2 separate regions of the Mus musculus genome follow, and region 2 is linked to region 1. A link is a contact called in public HiChIP or PLAC-seq data. All regions are on one chromosome and are shown on one strand. Each heading gives the region's core, a stretch centred on a gene start, on an enhancer-like site or on the middle of the called end of the contact. The rest is flanking DNA. Distances are from core to core; before and after follow the strand shown.

Region 1 (4,590 bases), core at 72-2,571:
CTCCTGTGTTACATAGTCTCAAAACTCATTGATGCTCTTGATTGGAACTTTATCAGAGAAAGTGAAGTTCCAGGCATGGCCAGCAGGTGGCAGACACACCCCGCTAATGGTGACTCCTGCGTTTTCCTGCCTCCTTGAGTGAGATTTTCCAGCAAGAGGTTCTTTAGAGACTCTCTCACAGACCAGAGTCAAATGCAATTTTAAATGCTGTGCTCCATACACGGCCCTCAGCTGACTCAGAAGTAAGACAAAGTATGTCACCCAAGCTAGCCTTGAACTTTTGATTCTTCTGCCTCAGCCTCTTCAGTGCTGGGATAACTGGGCCTGCTCCGTGGTGGCACACTCAGGCCTCCAGAATATTTCAAGAGATAGTGATTCAAGAGGGAAGGCCTGGCCCTGCAGACCCTCAGGGAAGGTTGGGCTCAGCTGCCACAACTGCAGTTCTGGACCCTGAGCAAGAAGACAGCAGGAAGAAAGGATGTTGAGAAAACAAGCTACAGTTTGACTCTGTGGCTGGCAGTGGAAGACCATGCTTCTCAGCTGCTCAGTTTACCCAAAAGGGGAAAACAAACTCAGTCATTGGGATCACAGACAGGGAAAGGCAACTTCTCAACTCTCATGACCAGTATACCCGGGTGCTGGGGGCGTGGCTCAGTGGTAGAGCCCCTGCCTAGAATCCCCCAGGGAGGGGCTGGGGGCGTGGCTCTTGGTAGAACCCCTGCCTAGAATCCCCCAGTGAGGAGCTGGGGTGTGGCTCAGTGGTAGAGCCCCTGCCTAGAATCCCCCAGTGAGGGGCTGGGGGCGTGGCTCAGTGGTAGAGCCCCTGCCTAGAATCCCCCAGGGAGGGACTGGGGGCGTGGCTCAGTGGTAGAGCCCCTGCCTATCACTCATCTGAGCACACAACCCATGTGACCAGAACTGGAGCCTCTATGGCATCTGAGTCCACAGTGTTCTCCCATAATTCTCTCCTCAGGACCTCCAGGACAGATGGGACCACCTGGACCTGCAGGACCTCCAGGTTCCAAAGGTGAACAGGGCCAGACAGGAGAGAAGGGCCCAGTGGGACCTCCAGGTAAGGAGCCCTGTCCCCTGGAGTGGAGACAGGAGTTTGCTTTGTACCTGGGCATGGGTGGCATTTTGTGTACCTTAATCTTGCTTGTTACCCCAAATTTATTACTTCCTTCTCACCTTTCTCCTCTCCCCAATCTCAGAGGTGCTGCAGGACAAGAGTCTACTGGGACCCTTGGGGTGGGGATGGCGCTGCTAAGGCCCAGGGTTTGTTCCAAGCACCTGAAACCCCATGCAGGAATCCCATGATCCCCTGCGCGCTGCAGAGCTCCAATGCCTGCTCAGGGCTGGCTCACGCTCTGTCCTTGCTCCAGAGTTAAACTACTCCCGAGTCCCAAGACATCTGGCTGGAGCCTGTGCCGATCCCACTCCTAACTCTGTCATGTCCACCCTCTGCTGTCCCTGTGCCAGAAAGAGGAAGATGTCCCACTGACCTCCCAGGAGGACTGTGGGCCCGGAGACTTGTCACTGACTGGACAAATGTCCTTGGCCACTCCTCTTCAGGGCCATAGTTCCCTTGTCTGTAACATCGCAGCCGCTGGTCTCACCTAAAGCCTCTGCTCTTCATTGTAGGTCTCTTGGGACCACCGGGGCCACGCGGGCTCCCTGGAGAGATGGGGCGCCCTGGTCCACCAGGCCCTCCTGGCCCAGCAGGAAGTCCTGGCCTCTTGCCAAACACTCCCCAAGGCGTCCTGTATTCCCTGCAGACACCAACAGACAAGGAGAGTGAGTGCTGGGTCAGGTCGGGGGTGGGTGAGCCAAACTGTCTGTTGAGGGAAACTAGCTTTCGCTAAGGATCCCAGAGAAGCTAAGAGTCGCTAATATCAGGGATCATCCAGGACAGGAGGCCTGGTCGCTCCATGGAGACCGCCTCCAAGCCTGCTCTTGGCCCCAGGCTTAGCTCACCAGGTCTGATGGTTCCCGGCTCCGCCTGCAGCTGGCGAGGCTCCCCCACCAGGAGCACCCCTGAAACATTTTCTTCCCTGTGGTCTCTCACTGTAAGATACTAACAGGTGTTTACTGACACAAAAGTGGCAGAGACCTGCTTGTTCTCAGGGACCACAGTGTGACCTGTGTGAGTCGCAGACCACATAAAACACCTGCTTTGTGGGGGCGCAGAGCATGGGGTCAGAGACTCTGGGTCTCAGGGACCAGAGGGAGGCAGAGGAGAGCAGTTGAAGGAGGAGCAGGTCTGGCTAAGTGCTTAACCCTGATCTTAACCTCACCTTAACCCTAGCCCTGGGGTGATTTAAAAACCTTGGAGGAGCTGGGCTTGGGAGGCTGACACAGTAGACTCAGTGCTAGCTTTAAGTTAGTCTGGGATATCCAGCAAACTCAAGACCTGTCTCAGCTACACAAGGAAACCCTGTCTCAAGAGGGAAAAAAAAAAGCATATTAAAAAAAAAAAAAAGTAGGTCTGGGGCACATGGCTCAGTGGTAGAGGCCCTGCCTAGAGTCCCACAGTGAGAGCCTGGGGGCGTGGTTCAGTGGTAGAGGCCCTGCCGAGAATCCCCCAGGGAGGGGCTGGGGGCGTGGCTCAGTGGTAGAGGCCCTGCCTAGAGTCCCACAGTGAGAGCCTGGGGGCGTGGCTCAGTGGTAGAGCCCCTGCCGAGAATCCCCCAGGGAGGGGCTGGGGGCGTGGCTCAGTGGTAGAGCCCCTGCCTAGAATTCCCCAGGGAGGAGCTGGGGGCGTGACTCAGTGGTAGAATACTTACATAGTACATAGTACATTATGAGCCTTGGGGTTCAATCTCCAATACCTCAAAAATAAATTGCATCAAAAAAGAAGAGTACACTAAAGTAAATTTGTTGTATTTATTTATTGATAGGGACATGCCAGAGTTTAGGTGTAGAGGTCAGAGTGGGAGTGTTTTCTCCTTCTACCATGTGGGTTCTGGGGATCAAACTCTAGTCATCAGCCTTGGTAGCAAGTGCCTTTACCCTCTGAGCCATCTTGCCAGCCCCCAAAAATAAAATCTTGAAGAAGAGGATGGGTTGGTGACATGATTGACAGTATGGGTCTGTTGTTATGGAAACAGGGTTGAGGAGACTCCTGTTCAGCACCCCATATACATAACACAAACCTCCCTGGGCACTGGTTTCTGAATCCTGGCCTCAGTCTCCCCAGCTGTAAAGCTGGGTGGCCATACTTCCTAAGGGAGCCACTCTGGAGATTTACGCATAGTTTCTGAGCGCTTGCAGTAAGAGGGGGCTTGTCCCAAGGCATGATGGGAATCTCGGTGCACTCAAAGGGTGCCTGGCGGGGCAGGAAGCCCATTCTGACTTGGTCTGTAGCCTAGGTTCCCTTGAAGAAATGTTCCTAGTTAGGGAGAAGGCATATGATGCTGAAGAGTGGGCAGTGACCTTAATGACCACTGAAATAAATATATCCCTAAGCCACCAGGAGTCCAATGGAGGAGCCCTCACCCCATGTCCATGCATTCGGGTACGCAGGTGTGTGCGTGTCTGTGTGTGCATGCGTGCGTGAGTGTGTGCACATGTGTGAGTGTGTGTGCATGTGTATATGCGTGCATGAGTGTGTGTGCACATGCGTGAGTGTGTGTACATGTGTGTGTATGCGCGCGTGTGCGTGTGCGTGCATGAGTGTGCACGTGAGTGTGTGCATGTGTGTATATGTGTGTGTGTTTGTGTGTGTGCACATGCATGAGTGTGTGCACATGCATGAGTGTGTGTGCAAGCGTGTGTGCGTGCATGCGTGAGTGCATGTGTGTATATGCATGTGCGTGTGTATGTGTGTGTGTGTTCGTGTGTGCGTGTGTGTAAAGGCCAAAGGTTGACATTGAGTGTCTTCCACCGTTGCCCTCCACCTTATTATTTGAGACAGGGTCTCCTGCTGACTCTAGAGCTTGCTGATTGCTGACTGGGAACCCAGCAAGTCTGGTGTTTCCGTGCCCCAGTGTTGGGGTTACAGGCAAGCACTACCACTCCCAGCTTTTATGGTGGTGCTGGGGTTTTGAACTTAGACCTTCACGCTTGTGTGACAAGTTCTTTAACCGCCGATCCACTTCCCCATCCCTTACTCTGAATTCTGAGCAGTAAATGTGTCCATTTGCACACAGGGTGGGGATGCTGGACTCTCAGACTCAGCATCCAGGTTGGCTACCCCCACCCCGCCTGACTACTGATCATTTGACTCTCTCTGCAGATGGAGACTCCCAGCTGAACCCTGCTGTTGTAGACACAGTGCTGACTGGCATCCCAGGTCCCCGGGGTCCCCCAGGCCCCCCTGGTGAGTAGATTAAGGATTCCTTTTTGGGTTTGTCCTGAGTACAAAGGTCTTTTTTTTTCCTACATTTTTTTTTTAAAGACAGGGTATCATTTAGCCCAGGCTGGCCTTCAACTTACTATGTAGCCAAGGATAGCCTTCGACTTCCTGTCCTCCTGCCTCCAGATCCCACGTGCTAAGATTACAGATGTGCCCCCAGGACACCTAGCTTATTCAGTGCTAGGAATCCAACCCAGTTAAGCACTCTACTGTCTTCATCCTTAGCCCTGAGCCCA
Region 2 (4,383 bases), core at 309-2,808, 610 kb after region 1:
CACGAGCGCATGCACCCGTACATCGAGCTGGCCTGGGGCTTCTCCACCGTTCTGGGCATCCTGCTTTTCCTGGCTGAGGTGGTCCTGCTCTGCTGGATCAAGTTCCTCCCAGTGGATGCCAAGGATCAGCCAGGCTCCCACAGCCACACGGGCTGGCAGGCCGCTCTGGTGTCCACCATCATCATGGTACCTGTGGGTCTCATCTTCGTGGTCTTCACCATCCACTTCTACCGTTCCCTGGTGCGGCACAAGACGGAGCGCCACAACCGTGAGATCGAAGAGCTGCACAAGCTCAAGGTGCAGCTGGATGGGCACGAGCGGAGCCTGCAGGTGGTGTGAGGGAGGCCGTTGCGATTTGCTACCAACCTGCACGGGAGGGCAACCCTCAGGCCACCACGCAGCTGGTCAGAGTAGCCAAGGGGGCCGCCAGACAAACCCGGGCTGCATGAGATCCACCACACATCCCAAGAGCCACAGTGTGGGGATGGCTAAACAGACTGCCTGGATGCTGCTCCAATAATCCCATACTCCTGTCCCCGCATGAATAAGGGTCTAAAAGGAGTGAGAAAGCGTCCGTTTCATCATGGAGGCCGGAGGAAGAAACACGACCACGTGGCCCTGGGGACTTCCTGGTCCAATCATATCAGAGAGCACTGTAGATCTCAGACGTCTGGACCTTGTGATTGGCAGGGCAGGGTGGTGAATTCCCAAAGCCAGCTGGGGGCTGGGGCTCAGGTGGGAGAGTGTTTGCCTAGTGTGCAGGAAGCACTGCCTAAGCCAAGTCATCCCAGGGTCATCGAGGTGCTAGGGAGGTGGAGGAAGGCAGATCAGGGCTTCAAAGTTGTTCTTTGCTACATGGTCAGTTTGAGGCTACACGAAAAAGTCAGACACATGCACATGCATGCAGAAGAGCGCGCACGTGCACACACGTGCGTACACACGCACACACATGCACACAGACACACACAAAGAAGGGGCTGCTTGAGTGTGCAGAGGTGGGCCCGGGGCTGGCACAGGGTAACATGGCTTATGATGAAAGACAGGGATGTTTTACCAGATCTGTAGCTCAGCTTGGCTCTTTCCTCCCGATTGGAAAGGGTCACAGAGTGTTCAGGACCCTGGGGCACACAGCAGCTCAACAAGGGTAACAGATACTGTTATTGGAGTGAGAGTTTCCTGGTTCTAGAGAGACAGCCATAGGCCTGAGGGCAGCCATGCCACCCCCACCCCCCATGGACTGTGTCAACGCAGGCAGGGGCACCATCTCAGAGACCAGGCAGCTCAGATCCCTTCTGCCTGTGGCCCCCAGATGTTGAGAGGATAAACTGGGGCGACTTCCTGTTTTTGCAAAGTGGTTAGCCCTGTGGTTAGGCCTGTGGGTGGGGCAGGGACCTGGCCCAGCCTAATATAGGCAGCTATTCCCTGTAATGAGGCTATGGGCAGAGAAGGGGAGACTTCAACACCCCATTTCTGGGCCTACCAGACACTCCATGCAGGTCCCTGCCCCGTGTTTACACAGCTGTGTATGGGTTTGGCATTGCCACTACGGGCATCTGGCTATCCAGCTGGTATTGTCATGCATACTGTGCTATACCACACCAGCTTGCGTGGGGGCCAGTACTTACCCATTCTGTCACATTACCTAGAGGGCTGAGGTCTCTTACTCTGTATATAAATGGTCGCTGGGCTCCTGCGAGTACCACTTCCATCTCTTACAACAGCTTTTCTTTGGAGTCTGGATTTGGTGCCCGTGGGATCCTGGAGGGCCCCACCCCCATCCTGAAGTCTCTGGAAATGGGTCATACTGCCAAGCATAAACTTCAACAGGCAGAGGGCCCTGGGGAGCCTGGTGGAGGTCTTCCTTGTAAAGTGTGACATCAGTGGACAGCCAGGACATAGTGTCCTGTGAACCCAGGAGAAACGCCCTCTGTCTTTCAAAGGCTGTATCCTTCAACACTCTCAGCCCTTGCACACATCTGTCTGAGACCTCTTGCGTTTCAGATCTCTGTTTTCCTGGGGTCTTTTTGGGAAGGCCAGCCTAGTTTGATTTGTTTGTCTTGCTAAAGAATGCTATAATCCTGGGTGGACAAGATGGCTCAGTGGGTAAAGGCGCTTGCCACCAAGCCTGGAGACCTGAGTTTAGTCCCAATCCTCTGACCCACAACCAAGTAAATATAACGAGAAAAACGATTTACTGTGAGCATCACTGTAAGCTGGTGTGCGAGCAGGGGAGGAGAAGATGACCTCTGGAAGGAATCCACACATGGCCAGGCACATCTGTAAGGTAAACCTTCAAGGGGTGGAGGCAGGAGGATCAGGGGTTCAAGGCCAGCTTGGGCTGGACAGACTCTATCAGGAAAAGGGGGTGCTGCAGATGACCCCCGTATTTAGGAATGCTTGCTGCTCTTGCAGAGGACCAGAGTTCATCTCCCAGCACCTATGTAGGGCAGCTCACAACGGCCTGTGACTCAAGTTCTAGAGGATACAACACCCTCTTCTGGCCTCTACAGGCACCCACTCACATGTCCATATTTACACATATAAAATAAAAAAGGGGATTCCTGCTAAACATTGAGTCCACTCCTTCTACCCATTTTCTGAAGCCATTTGGTGCCTCTGCTCATGGGGGCACCCGGCACTAGTGCAGTAGGGGACTCCTGCCATTCTTCACGTTCTACCATTAGTCTTCCTAGCGCTGAGCATGGGACAGCCATCTGTGTATGAACAGAGGTGTCAGCCCATGTGGTCACCCATGGGCAGGAGTCACAGGGCCATCCCACAGCTTTGTCAGGAGTTGGTGGATAAGCCCTCCCTGCCACCAGTGGCGGAAGCCAGCAAGCTCAAGGCTGGAAGTTCAGTTTCTGGAGGCATAACCTGATTTTTGAATCTTGTTCTAACTGCAGCCACGTGGCTAGAACCACTGGGGGCTCCTGGGACAGGCACAGGCTCGCCCTAATTTCATCTATCCAAGATTCAGCCCTTCCTGGTGCTCAAGGGACCCGTGTCCTCAGACACACCAAGGCCCTTCCCAACACGGCCTCCCCGCACCCTCAACCACAAAGTCTCTAAATTCAAGCGTTTCTACTTAAGACATTTCAAAGGCAGAACATGATTGGTGTCTTTTGGGAAAGGCTACTGAAAACAAACTACAGGAGCCTGGCGGGCTCAAGACTATATCATTATTTCTGCAGGACACTGTAAATAACTCCTTTCCTGGGTGTGTGGTTTTTTGTTTGTTTGTTTGTTGATTTTTTTTTTGCAGTTGCCCCGGATTGAGCTGAATAAACTGGTACAGATTTTAAAAACTCTGTGCTCTTGAGAAGTGTGTACCATGGTTTAGGGGCTCCACCCCAGTGCCTGCCACACTGCTGACCCCCAGTGCTGGCACGAGAGCTTCTTATGTGGGGTCACTGCCCCACAGGAGCAGAATGAACATGGGCCCCTCCAGGATGACCACACAGGCTGCTGGCACCCAAGTGTAGTTTGAGTGAGGTCCTTGTCAACTGGACCCCTGAGAAAACCTTGCCCTTGGCAGTGGGTGCCTCTTCCTGTGTTGCTTTCTGAAGGGGAGGGGGGAGGAAAAGGGCAGACTTAGTGTGGGTGGAGCTCACAACCATCTGGATAGGGGCAGGTAGATGTCACAATTTCTAGAAGAGGAGCCTCTGAGGTATGGGACCCTTAGGTCCCTATGGCTCCTGCCCAGGCCATCCACTGCGGCCACCAATAAACTAAACACCCCAGACATAAGCCCCTCCTGGGAAAGATCTTCTTCTTGGGGTGAACATATGTGTGTGTGTGTATGTGTGGAGGTATGTCTGTGTGTGTGTGTGTGTGTGTGTGTGTGTGTAGGCCTGTGATGTCTTGTATATGCTCAGCTCAGGAAGTAGCACTATTAGAAGGTGTGGCCCTGTTGGAGTAGGTGTGTCACTGTGGGCGTTGGCTTTGAGACCCTCACCCTACCTGCCTGGAAGCCAGTATTCTGCTAGCAGCCTTCAGATGAAGATGTAGAACTCTCAACTCCTCCTGCACCATGCCTGCCTAGATGCTGCCATGCTCCCGCCTTGATGATAATGGACTGAACCTCTGAACCTGTAAGCCAGACCAATTAAATGTCCTTATAAGATTTGCCTTAGCCAGGCGTGGTGGCCGCACGCCTTTAATCCCAGCACTCGGGAGGCAGAGGTGGGCGGATTTCTGAGTTCGAGGCCAGCTCTTCAGACACCATCTTTGGGTGAGTAGTTTGTGTGGCCAGGAAAACCCCAGGATCTCCCTGTCTCTGCCTCCCCAGTGCTAGGACAGGGGTGTGCCAGCAACTAGGTTTTTGGTTATTTGCTTGTTTGTTTTAATGTAGAGACACAAATCATGTCCTGATGTCACCACTCG

What was found. HiChIP or PLAC-seq counts read pairs in DNA pulled down with a chosen protein or histone mark.
Region 2: a contact with region 1 is called in an H3K27ac HiChIP or PLAC-seq map of large pre-B cells, with 6 times the contacts expected there. The contact joins two enhancer-like sites. A contact is called at or near these places in 10 of 39 promoter capture datasets (the 3T3-L1 cell line, cranial neural crest, embryonic stem cells and 5 more), 4 of 15 datasets of contacts at CTCF or cohesin (the NIH/3T3 cell line, large pre-B cells, pro-B cells and 1 more), 3 of 484 Hi-C or Micro-C datasets (all in embryonic stem cells), 12 of 115 datasets of contacts at active chromatin or transcription factors (the 230-238 cell line, T-cell acute lymphoblastic leukemia, embryonic basal ganglia and 7 more) and 2 of 9 other capture datasets (embryonic stem cells and macrophages).

Annotation. Positions count from the first base shown.
Region 1 is chr5:136,751,397-136,755,986 of GRCm38.p6, reverse strand. Col26a1 (collagen, type XXVI, alpha 1) reads left to right here. Exons shown (of 13, transcript NM_001346699.1): 6 at 974-1,072; 7 at 1,642-1,794; 8 at 4,235-4,318. Among named protein-coding and RNA genes, the nearest start is that of Myl10, 60 kb to the right of the region's middle. Within about 2 kb of position 1,321, at least 22 of the 459 cell types and tissues checked have an H3K27ac peak or open chromatin away from gene starts, as enhancers often do. A contact at or near this core is called in the 230-238 cell line and pro-B cells, where this site is marked.
Region 2 is chr5:136,146,381-136,150,763 of GRCm38.p6, reverse strand. It overlaps Orai2 (ORAI calcium release-activated calcium modulator 2), which reads left to right. Exons shown (of 3, transcript NM_178751.3): 3 at 1-3,305. The coding sequence ends at 339. Among named protein-coding and RNA genes, the nearest start is that of Alkbh4, 12 kb to the right of the region's middle. Within about 2 kb of position 1,558, at least 70 of the 459 cell types and tissues checked have an H3K27ac peak or open chromatin away from gene starts, as enhancers often do. A contact at or near this core is called in the 230-238 cell line and pro-B cells, where this site is marked.